2 separate regions of the Mus musculus genome follow, and region 1 is linked to region 2. Evidence: chromatin contacts called from public HiChIP or PLAC-seq data. All regions are on one chromosome and are shown on one strand. The core of a region is the stretch at or near the end of the contact, and the rest is flanking DNA. Distances in the headings are between cores, read along the strand shown.

The links. HiChIP or PLAC-seq counts read pairs in DNA pulled down with a chosen protein or histone mark.
Region 1: a contact with region 2 is called in a FOXA1 HiChIP or PLAC-seq map of pancreatic cancer cells. The contact joins two enhancer-like sites. A contact is called at or near these places in 2 of 15 datasets of contacts at CTCF or cohesin (both in the NIH/3T3 cell line), 2 of 115 datasets of contacts at active chromatin or transcription factors (the NIH/3T3 cell line and pancreatic cancer cells) and 1 of 9 other capture datasets (embryonic stem cells).

Annotation. Positions count from the first base shown.
Region 1 is chr2:131,754,744-131,760,777 of GRCm38.p6, forward strand. No RefSeq gene overlaps it. Among named protein-coding and RNA genes, the nearest start is that of Gm30986, 17 kb to the left of the region's middle. Within about 2 kb of position 2,653, at least 2 of the 459 cell types and tissues checked have an H3K27ac peak or open chromatin away from gene starts, as enhancers often do. A contact at or near this core is called in pancreatic cancer cells, where this site is marked.
Region 2 is chr2:131,399,753-131,405,567 of GRCm38.p6, forward strand. No RefSeq gene overlaps it. Among named protein-coding and RNA genes, the nearest start is that of Rnf24, 50 kb to the left of the region's middle. Within about 2 kb of position 2,554, at least 73 of the 459 cell types and tissues checked have an H3K27ac peak or open chromatin away from gene starts, as enhancers often do. A contact at or near this core is called in pancreatic cancer cells, where this site is marked.

The DNA.
Region 1 (6,034 bases), core at 1,403-3,902, 360 kb after region 2:
TTTTATAAGCTGTCTTGGGCATGATGTTTTGTCATGGCATTAGAAAACTAACTCAGTGGCAATCTCTTTCTTTGAACTTATTACCAACAACTTAATTTTTTTTTCTTCAGTTCATATCAGATATCAAGTACCTGGGATTTGCACAGACTTCACATGTGATAGGCAATATCCTCAACAATATCTTCAGATGCCAACTGTACTTTGGGATCCCTGGACCATTTTAGACTAACTTAGGTATGAATGCATGGGGCTCCCAGACCCTCTGAGTTTTAATAATTCACAAGAAAGACTCACAGAGTCACCAAGGCACTGTAATCTTAACTGCAGTTTTACTATGAAGGATACACAAAGGGCATTTATATGATTTATAATGCCTCTGGAGCCAGGGCACTTTGCTTACCCTGCATACCAGTGTGTTCAGCAGCCAAGAATGAGCTGCACTGAGCCCCAGTGTCTAGGTATTTCACTGAAGTTTCATTATGAAGCCACAATTGATGAAATAATAAGCCTAGACGTTGACCTCAATCTCCAGACTCTTCCCTGGGGATGCTGGGGTGTTAGCATTCTCTTCACTATGAAAACATTCCTGACTGAGGCAGAGAAGAAGATTTGTTTAGTTCATGACTTGGGCGGGGCACAGCCCACCCTGGTGGGGAAGGCCTGGTGTGTGCATAACAGATGAATATGTTGATGAATCTCTTCAAACCTTAGCAGACCTGGAGCCAGAGGGGTGGTGGAGCAAAGCTGGACCTCATAACCCTCTTGTGGATAGCCCTGGGGCTAATTATATTTGATGTTAATTCCATTCTCCTGTGTGTGGCTTCGAACAAGGAATGAGTCAGCACTCAGGTGAAACCTGCTTCCCACCATAATTTGTAAAATAAAGGAGAGCTGATGATTGGACAGATAAAAGGGAAGGTGGAAGGGAAAGTAGGGAGAGAAAGGAAGGAGAAATGGGAGAGGGAGAGGACTCAGAAAAGGAGGAAGAAAAGCAGAGCAGAAGCACATGGCCTGGAAAAACTGCAAGTTCTAAGGGGTGTCATAGATGTTGAAGATGGTAGTGTAGCAGTAGATCTGCCCAATATAGGCGCACACTATGTATTCATATTAATTGAGTTGTGTTTTCATTGCTGGGGCATATTTGGATGAAAAGATTTACCACAACATAACCCCAGCCCATGCTCCTGCCTGCTAGATTCCTTGTCAAAAATTCTGCAATCTCTTAAAATGATGCCACCTGCAAGGGACCAAGTCTTCAAGCATCTGAGCCTATGGGGGTCATTTCACATTGCAGCCACAGAACTGAGTGACAGAAGGTCATAACTCTCTGGTCACTTGTCCCCTGTCTCTAATGACCAGCTTCCATCCTCAGACTGTTCAGCAACCCACTGAAATCTCAAGAGCTTTTGATGCTTGGTCTAGGGATGTACTCTCTCTTGTATAGATGTCAGTGTATCAATTACTATAAGTCAGGTAGCCTGCAAGAGGATTTGAAATGGAAGAGCCAGGCTGGAGAAATATCTGGCTTAGACAGGGTTACCTTGGTTTCGTTGCCCACCTGGAATATAGTATCTTCTTCTGTAATATTGCCTTTTAAAACCTTGATTCAACAAAGAAAATAATGTATACATAGAAAAACACCAGAACAATCTATGATGATGTCATTAATAAGGGTCATCTTCACAGGAGACTAATCTAATTGCTAAATTATGTCCACATTTTCTTTACTTTATAAACACTTTAAATCTCTTGAGTTATTTTGTACTTAAAATATACAAAATTTGGAAATGTTTTGACAATTTAATTAACCTCTACAAACACCCACATCAAGATGAAGTACATTCCACTACCCTGAAAGTCCAGTCCCATCTCACCCCAAGCCACCCTTACTCTGATCTGAACGTACACCCTTGTTTGAGCTATTCTTGAACTTCACATAAGCAGGGGACACAGCCTGTGCTCCACTGCACTGTTCTCGGTCTCTTGGGATAGTGGGTTGAGCTACATTCATGCTGTTGGGTTGGCAAAATTAATGTTGTAAACATGGCTATAGTATCCAAAGTGATCTACAGAGTCAATGAAATCTCCATCAAAATGCAATGTTATCCTTCAGAGAACTAGACTATGCAATTCTGAAGTTCATACAGGAAAAACAAAAACAAGCAAGTGAACAATAACAACAAAATCCAATAGTCAAAGTCAGCATAAGCAGGAAGAGCAATGCTTGAGGTGTAACAATTCCTGGACTCAAACTGTATCCCACAGTCTATTGTAACAACAGCACGGGAGTCTCCCAAAAGCAAACATGTGGACCTAAAACATGTCTTGTAGCATCTTGTAGCTACCTATTTTTCAACAAGGTGTTAAATCATACATTGGACATAACAGACAGCCTCTTCAACAAGCATGAAAACTGTGTCCACCTATAGAAAAAAAATGGAGCTGGATCCATATCTCTCACCCTGAATTCAGTTCAAAATGAATCAGAGTCTGGAAATTTGAAACTACCAGAACAAAAATATCACTAAACCAACTCAATATAGGCACAGGCAAGGACTTTCTGAAAAAGACACCCATAGAACAGGGAATAATGCCAAGTACTGACACACTTGATTGATTACACAAAATCAAACAATCGCCAGAGCAAAGGGCAGCCTGCCCAATAGGAGGACATCTCTGCCGACCTGACACCAAACAGGATATGAGCACCTGCGGAATTCATAAGGGACCGCAAGAATTAATCCCAGGACCAATCACTCAATCAATCAATACGCTAATGCATTGAATTGGGCAGTTCTCAAAAGGAATAAAAATGGCCCGTGAGCCTTTGAGAAGCATTGAATATCAAGGACATGTAAATTAAAACTGCCTTGAGATTCCTTCTCAGGACAGGCAGAATGGCTATCATAGGGAGCGGGGAGACAAATGCCAACAAATGCTGTGTGAGGAAAGAGGAACTTACATGCTGCTGGCAGAATGTCAATTGTGCAGTCACTCTGGAAGTCAACACTGAAGTTCACCAAGGAACTAAAAGCAGAGCCCCCATATGACCCTGCTATACCATTCTTGATAGGACACCTAAAGAATTCCAGTCAGCATTCCAAAAAGATCCTTAGACATCCATGTTTATTGCTGCACTACTCACATTAGTTAGAGCATCGAACCAGCCTAGTCCATCCACAGAGGAATGCATAAAGTACACGTGATACATGTGCACAATGGAATCTTACTCCGCAGTAAAGAAAAGTGAAATTAAGACATTTGAAGGAAATGAATGAACTGACAAACATTATGTCTGAGCAAAATGCATTCAGAAAGTCACATGCCACGTGTTTTCTCTCATATGTGACACTGAGATTTAAGTTAGGGTGGGTGGTGAAAGGAGGGGACTGTGGGGGGTATTTTAAGGGAGGAAGGAGAAGAGAGAGTGATGGAATTCATGTGGCATGAAAGCAGAAGTGGGTGCTGTCAGGGGACAGGATGGGTGCTGTAAGGGGCACAGAGTTGGAAATGAATTAGGACAAAGTGTAACATATGTGTATGAAAAGGCCACATGAAACCAAGAACTTTGTGTGCAGTATTCAAAATGAACAAAGAGGAAAGAAAGAAGGAGAGAGAGAGAAGGAAGGAATAAATAAACTTGTCTATGTCATATCAAGCTGATTTCTTTTTATTGCTGCACAATATTCTATTATATCATGAACATTTAGATTGTTGGTAAGACTATTATGGGGTAGAGGATCTGCTATAAATACTTCTGTACAAGTATTTCTATGGATATTAGCCTTTATTTATCTTGGGTATTGAGTATACATGCCCACAAATATACATACATACATACGTATATACAGAGAGAGACAGAGATAGAGACAGACACACAGAGAGAGAGAGAGAGAGGGAGAGAGAGAGAGAGAGCTAGGAATTTAATTTCTGTGTACTGTGTATCAAACTTTTTAAATAATTCAGCTTATTGTTTTCTAACATTCACACCAAAATGAGGGCCCTGGCTGTGCTGCCTTCTAACAACACTCAGAACTGCCAGGCTCGGCCTTAGATGCTCTACTCCAGTCAGCCTGAGATACCCTTAGCACTAACTTGCATCTTGTTGAAGATGCATCACTCTGTTTTTCATCTGCCTTGGGGAACCCATCCGTGTTCTTTCTCAAACATCTGTCCCAATCATTTACCTTTTCAATTGAGAGCATGCTTACCTTTATACCAATATTTTCATACCAGCCTTTCCATTTTTCCTCTCCGGAGCCTGAGAGGTCAGTGACTGAGCTCATGGAAGCATGTGTTTTGGGGTAGGGCTCTTCTTCTTTCTTCTTCTTCTTCTTCTTCTTCTTCTTCTTCTTCTTCTTCTTCTTCTTCTTCTTCTTCTTCTTCTTCCTTCTCTTCTTCTTCTTCTTCTTCTTCTTCTTCTTCTTCTCCTTCTCCTTCTCCTTCTCCTTCTCCTTCTCCTTCTCCTTCTCCTTCTCCTTCTCCTTCTCCTTCTCCTTCTCCTTCTCCTTCTCCTTCTTTTCTCCTTCTCCTTCTCCTTCTCCTCCTCCTCCTCCTCTTCCTCCTCCTCCTCCTCCTCCTCTTCCTCCTTCTCCTCCTCCTTCTCCTCCTCCTCCTTCTTATTCTTTTGCTACACACCATCTGTGCTATTGTGTGGGACAAAGAGCGTGTTATTTTTCATTCTCAAATAGTATCTCATAGAAGCATGGACATTTGCCAACTCAACTGTTTGTTATTGATCAATAGTTGGGTTGTTGCTAGCCTCAGATATAATGCTGCTAGAGGTATTTTTTGTCACTGTTTGTTAGAAAAAATAGGCACTCATTTCCTGTTACAATGTAGTCATGAATCATAAGTTGGTGATTAACTTGATAAGAAATTATAGTGTAATTTTTGAAGTATGTGCAGTAATTTTGACTCAAGATAAAAATGATAATTATAACAGCTCCAGTCTTTGCCAACCTTTGATATCTCCACTTTTTAATTATCCTGTATTCTGTTGGCTGGATATCATAGTTCTGATTTGTGCTTCTTGGTAAGATTTTTTTAAGATGACATGTCTCAATGATGACAGGATTAGTATTAAAATCAGAGCAGCCAAACTGTTTTGTTGTTTTGGACATTTGCATTTGTGGAGCGATGCTTAGGGGATAGAATGAGATCATCTCACCTTGAGAAGGCAGCAATTACAGTAATGGATACCAGTAAAAGTTTGCATTCTTATTACCAAAGGTCCTTTCAAAGCCTCCTGTCTCTTCCTGGAACACAGACATTTAAAAACCTAAGGGGTGTCTTATTTTCACCATCTATACTGTGGTTAGGTTTGTTCTCTTGAAGTACACATGCTTAGAAGGGTCATGGTAGCAAGAAGGAGTAAAAGGAATTATTTATTCTAGCTAGCCCGTACAAAAGACACAAGATCCCCATGTTTTATTTACAAGCTGTAAGCCTAGACTGGGCAGGTTGTCAGCTACTCTAACTTCCATCCCAGCCATAGGGCCTTTGCTGTGTGAGCCTTACCTGGGTTGCCTTTTGCTCCATCTTTTTTGCCTGAGTGTCCATGTCCTCAGGGGCCACTTTTCCAGTCACATACTCCTGGTCCTCCTCTCATGGCAGCTTTCTCCTCTCTCCATCTCCTTTCTTCTCCCCTGCCCCCATGGTCTCTCTCTCTCTCTCTCTCTCTCTCTCTCTCTCTCTCTCTCTCTCTCTCTCTCTCTCTCTTCCTCCCCCCTCCACTCGATTCTCAGATCCTGTCCTTCTCTGTCTACTGCCCAATCACAGCCTCTAGACTTTTATCAATCAATAGCTTTAAATTTGGGAGCAAAGTTTACATAACAAAGGTCAGTATATGTGAAGATACACTCTTCTGGGGGCAACCAGATCTTAGAGTTCAGAATTTAGTATTTGTATACACACCAGATCAACCCCCAGCAAGAAGGACTAGAATTGAATGGCTCAACTGATGCCTGCTGAAGAGGAAAGTTTGTCTTGCTTTACCACATATTTGATTTTAAGTAATATTTTATATTAAAGA
Region 2 (5,815 bases), core at 1,304-3,803:
AATAACAAGCATTTACCCACTGGTTCCTATTGATGAAAAGAGGCCCACAGACTCTGAGTTCCCCACACTTACGAGATACATATGCCCCTTGGTTATCCTGCCTATCTATATTTGGGAAATGTGTTTGCTAGGTTTTTAATCAACATAATCTAGAGTCACCAGAGAAGAAGGAACCACAGTTGAGAAAATACCTCATTGCCTGGGATCTCTGACCTCATAGTCTTAGTTTAATTGGTAAATCTGAAATTAGTTGGCACACCAGAAATGAAGGAAGGGGGAAAGGGTCACTCTGCCAAGGAGAAAGAAGTCATTGCTCTTGGCCATCAAATTCAAGGAAGACATCAGAGAACCATTTTGTAAACAAAGGTCTTACTGGGTGGTGATTAAAACATTTGCATCAATCTTACAAAGTGGGGGTGGTATAAAAAGATTTGAATTCCTTGTCCGAAACACAAGTTTCATAGTATATGATAGAAAATTTCATACTTTATGTTTCTTACAGTGCTTAAGAAACATAACTTACTTTATTTGCTTATTTATTTATTTATTTATTTATTTATTTATTTATTTGAGACAGTTTCACTGTGTAGCCTTGGCTGACTTGGAACTTGCTATGTGGATCAGGCTGGCTTCAACTCACAGAGGTCTACCCGCCTCTGCCGTCTGAGTGCTGAGAGGAAAGGCCTGTGCCACTCCAGGTCCTACTTTGTTTTTTTGATAGAGGATCTGGGACGCCAGACTCACTGATCAGGCTATGGCTGGCTTGCAAGACTCAGACATCTGTCTATCTCCAGCTCCCAGTACTGTGATCACAAGCATATGCCTCCACACCCAGCTATTTGCACAATTTTAGGCACGCAGGTCCTCATGCAGTAAGCACACAACCAATTGGTCTACCTCCCTAGCCTTACAGAATTTATTGGCTTAGAACCCTACTCATCTAATCTCACGGATGTATGGATGTATGGCTCTTCTGTGTGCTTCCTCTGTCTAGGTTGGTAATCCAATCTTAGTAGCTCTCTCACATCTCTATGGGCAGCTGGCTGGGGGCTGGTTCAGATGGTTGTCATCTGGCTGATCCTTGCCTGGGTCAGTGGGGTCCTTGAGTAACATGATTTTTCATCCCTTAGAAGGCTATTGAGGGCGTACTTTTGGAGTGACTGCACAGATTCCCCAGGGAAGTAAAAATTCACACAGATTTCTGTCAAGTTGTCAAGCCAAACAACCCTCAGGAAGAGTCTAGATCCAGGATGTTCCCTAATGGGAGATGATAATACAAAGTCATAATGCAAAGGGCATATGCTGGGAGGGGACACAGGAAGGGGAATAACTGGTCACTTTTGCAAAAGTGGTCACTATCACAAAGGTTCAAGGGAAGTCGGTGGAAGGGAGACTAAAGAGTCCAAGAGATTGGAGGACTGGTTGGGAGTTGCTTAGTAGTGACTAGAGAGGGATGGGGTTTGCCTCCATTCCAAGATTGGTAGGTGTTGGTGGGTGGCGGGATGCTTTAAGGGATAGGAGAAAACAGGTCTCTGGATTTGAAGCCTCTGGATCCCTGAAGGCCTGTAACAATTAACAGAGCTGGGGATGTCAGCAAGTGACTGCTGGACAAAAGATCTGTCTGATGGTCTCAGTGAGTTGGAAGCCACTACTGGGAAGATGTGAGGCTCTGATAACACAGCAGTTGGGCAGTTCAGGTGAGATGTTGGGCCCTGAGGCCTCTGATGCTCCAGGCTGGAAGCTCATTGTTTAGCTCTTTCTTAGGCTTGTTGATTGCTGCAGAACAGAAGGAATTCTAAGCTTGTACTGTGTGGAGGCATCTTGTAAATCTTACGGACCACACATTTCTTCATGAGTTTATAGTTTGGTTTTTAATTTAAGAGACATTAGCTACACAAAGGAGGAACCTAGGGACGAATGAAAAAGGAGAAGGGATCGGTTTTGGGGGGGAGAGCTGATGTCAGGGAGAGAAGAAGGATCCACAGGGCAGGATATGTCTTCTTCAACAGAGTCCCTGTAGCTTAGGGTGGAAGAGGGTCAATATGGCAGCAGGGTTGGGTGCTGGGCTGTAGCTGGCTCTGTCAGAGTTGGAGTGGGGACAGTATTATGGTGGAAAAATTAGCCTTCCTGCTTAATGCTCTGGCTAAGGCTCCTGGGTGGTCTGTACTGACGTCAGCACAGCCCCCACCCCTTTCCTCTTTGCTGCTCTGAAAAGTCCAGCAACATCATGGCTTCCAGATGTGATTTCCAGATGTGGCCTGGAACATTTCCAGAAGGACCAAGGATACAGGGGCAGCAACAGCTAAGCAACAGCTAAACTTCCCCCCAACTCTTTCTCCAATGGCTGCCCCTCCCTGATTTCTATCGTTAGGCCAGTGTATCAGGTACCCACAAGCCCTGGGGGATGGGTAGGTAAATACCAATTCCAAAGTAACCTGAGCTGGACAGACACATCTTTACTCACGTTGGAAAGAATTTTAGGGCAGCAGAGAGCTCTCGGATGTTTCTGTTGTGAGCTGTCCCAGCAGCTCCAGGAGGAGGAAGTGAGCTATCTCCTGTGCTGAGGACCTGCCAGGGCTCTGGACTAGCGGACAGCTGCTGAAAGCCTCCCCTAATGGTAACAGCCTGGGCTCTGGTGTTTTACAGGGCTTTTACAGTATGAACAAAGGCCACGGGCCACCAAAACCAGGTGGGTGGCAGCTCTCTGATGCCTGAGCCAGCGCGTCTCAAGTAGACCTACACCTCATTTTTCTAATACTCTTGTTAACATGAAGACACTGACTGGGTGTATCTGGAATGGAGCCTCAGATTCTACATTTAAGAAAATGGTTTTCTAATTACATTAAAAAGCTGTGTGTGTGCATGACTCACTAAGCGCATTCTACAGTGAAGGTGTGAAGGTCAGAGGACAATTTGTGGGAGTTGGTTCTCTCCTTCCACCATGTTTGGGTTTGAAAGCAGCTGGAGAGGGATGGCATGTGGATGCCCTGGGTTTGATCTGCAACACATGTGTGCATGCATGTGAACACACACATACATACGTGTACACACACACACACACTCACAATCAAGGAAATAAAAATGGCTACTAGTCATTGCTAGGAAAAATTAAAACAGAATGCAGCCAGACAGTATGTAAATGAATAGGTATGGCCGTGTTCCAAAGGCAAAAGAAAAGAAAAAAGAAAAAGGAAAAACATTAAACAAAATAGGCAGTGAGCTAGGTTTTATTGTAGTTTGTTGACCCTTGGCCTTGAAGGAACACCATAGATATCTAGCCACCTTCGGAAGTCATGAGTAAAAACATGTTAGTTGAGTACAAATGTTAAAGACAGAGCACTGAGCAAACTCTGAGTGTGTGGATGCTGGGGAGAGTAGTACGTCAGTCAGAGTCCTGGCAGGAAAACAGAAACCATTTAAACAGAGGCAATTAAGTGCACGTAGTCAGTTGTAGGGGTGATGAAGAGCCTGGAAGGTAGTCACGGCAGTCAAGGAAGTTAGCAATGGCATAGAAATTGTTACTGATCCTTTGAAGCAGGGAAGGACCTAGGACACTACTAGAAGCAGGGACCATATAGCTACTGGGTGACTGTAGCTCATGCTGTCTCCCTCCTTTGCCCTTCCCTCTGTCACTCACTGGTCACCAAGCTATGATCTGGTGTGAGCATGTGACAGCCAGCTCCTGCTGTATAGGCTGATCGGGGAAAGGTGAGAAGGCTTAGGCTCAGCTGAAGGGACATCATCTGGAGTAATGTCTGGAATGTTAGGTCACTGATTGGCATAAGGAGGGAGGGTGATAGTCTGGGTGCAGGCTTAAGGTATCTGAGAGGTATAGAATGTAGGGAGGATATTCCCTTAAGCCAGATTTGATACTGACTTTATAGCAGGCTTTGGCAAATATGTGTCACATAGTCTTGTTTTGCCTAAAAATAAAATGTAAAAACCATTCTTAGCTCCCAAGTGACATAAAAACCAAGTCACAGGCAGCCACAGCTGATCTGTGAGATCTAGTCTGCCAAGCTGATCTTGAATGACTTATTTATTTGAGATAGAGTCTCACTATGTTGCCCAGACTGGTCTTGAACTACTGAGGTTAGCAATCCCCCTGCCTCAGCTTCCCACAGATCTGGGGACTACACTTGGATACCACTCTGTCTCGGTGTTTTGGGTAGTGCCAGGGATCACAGCCAGTGCTTTGCACAGGCCAGGCAAGCACTCTGCCATAAAACCATACTCCCAGCCAGAAAGGACTGCTTCAGGACTGGAGTGGACAGGAGCCTGAGGGAGGAGACATGAAGGCCAGAATGGACGCTGCCGATACTCCTGGAGAGTAAGAGATGAGTCAGAGATGTAGAATGGGTGGGGCAAAGATAACCACCACTATGACGCCTAAGGTAGGTATAGAGGGATTTCCAAACAGACACATTAAATAGTCACCCAGTTAACTCGGACTTCCCAAGCAATCCCTTGCTTCAGAAAGCCAAAGGGAAGTCCTGCCATTCAGGGTGACATCTTCACTATAGCCTTCCTTCCTCACCCCACCTCTAACCTTTGTTCAGGCAGAATGGGTGGAAGAGCAGGTCTCCACACTTTCAGGAAGTGAAGAGTCAGGCTGCCAGTGACTCACTTACTGCTCAGTCTAGAATTCAGGGACCTCTTTCCTCTTGTCCTCATTTTCAAGCCTTGGCTGCTGTTCTAGGACAACAGGGGAGCCCTTCCAGCACCCTCCCGTGCTTTCTTATGGGATTTGGGTCCAAAGTAGAAATGAGAGATAGGCAAAGCTCTCATCTAGCCCTGGGCTCTGACGCCTGCTGCTAGCCCTTGCAGCGGCCTAATCACAGGCTGCTTGTGTCTGACAGGGCTGGGGAGTGTCTCTATGGTCTACTAGAAGCAGAGAAACGGGGCTCTAAGTGCTACTTTGGTAAGATGAGGAAGGCAGAGCCCACACAGGGTGCCTTGCCAAGCTGGTTGCTATTGTAGATGACTTGAAACTGGAGTTTCATGCAGCCGGGGCTCACTGAAGTTATGTAGCATCAAAAAGATAGGGAGGCTTTCATGGAACCCCTTCTAGATCTTTCTCATAGGCACTTAACTCAGGAACAAACTGAGAAGCAAAATTGACCTTAGTCACGTGGGGTGGCTTGTGACAGATGGAGAGCTGAAACTTGGAGTCTGTGGGTCTCAGGCCCCCCACTATGTTTTAGGCTGCTGTCATGAATCTTCTGGAATCTGCTCTTGCTGTCTCATAGGCTGACTCTACTCTTGCCCCAGGCTCCTGCTGTACTACTAACCACCATCCATATTCACTGCAGCTTCTCAGAGGCCAACAGGCAGGGAAGGGGAAGGAACCAATGCAAGGCCAACTGGTCCTGTCGGACCCAGGCACAAGGGTGAACAGGAGCCCGAGTAGAGCTGGGATCTTGGAGGTTGTCAACTGGTCAAGCATTTGTAGGAGGGAGTGTTTGGCAGAAGTAGAGCTAACAGGACAGAGGAAGCATGGAGGACACACAGGGGCTGAGTGATGCTCTGTGCAGGGCTGAGTGATGCTCTGTGCAGGGCTGAGTGATGCTCTGTGCAGGGCTGAGTGATGCTCTGTGCAGGGCTGAGTGATACTCTATGCAGAGCTGAGTGATGCTCTGAGCAGGGCTGAGTGATGCTCTGTGCAGGGCTGAGTGATGCTCTGTGCAGGGCTGAGTGATGCTCTGTGCAGAGCTGAGTGATGCTCTGTGCAGGGCTGAGTGATGTTCTATGTGGGGCTGAGTGATGCTCTGTGCAGGGCTGAGTGGTGCCCTGTGCAGGGCTGAGTGATGCTCTC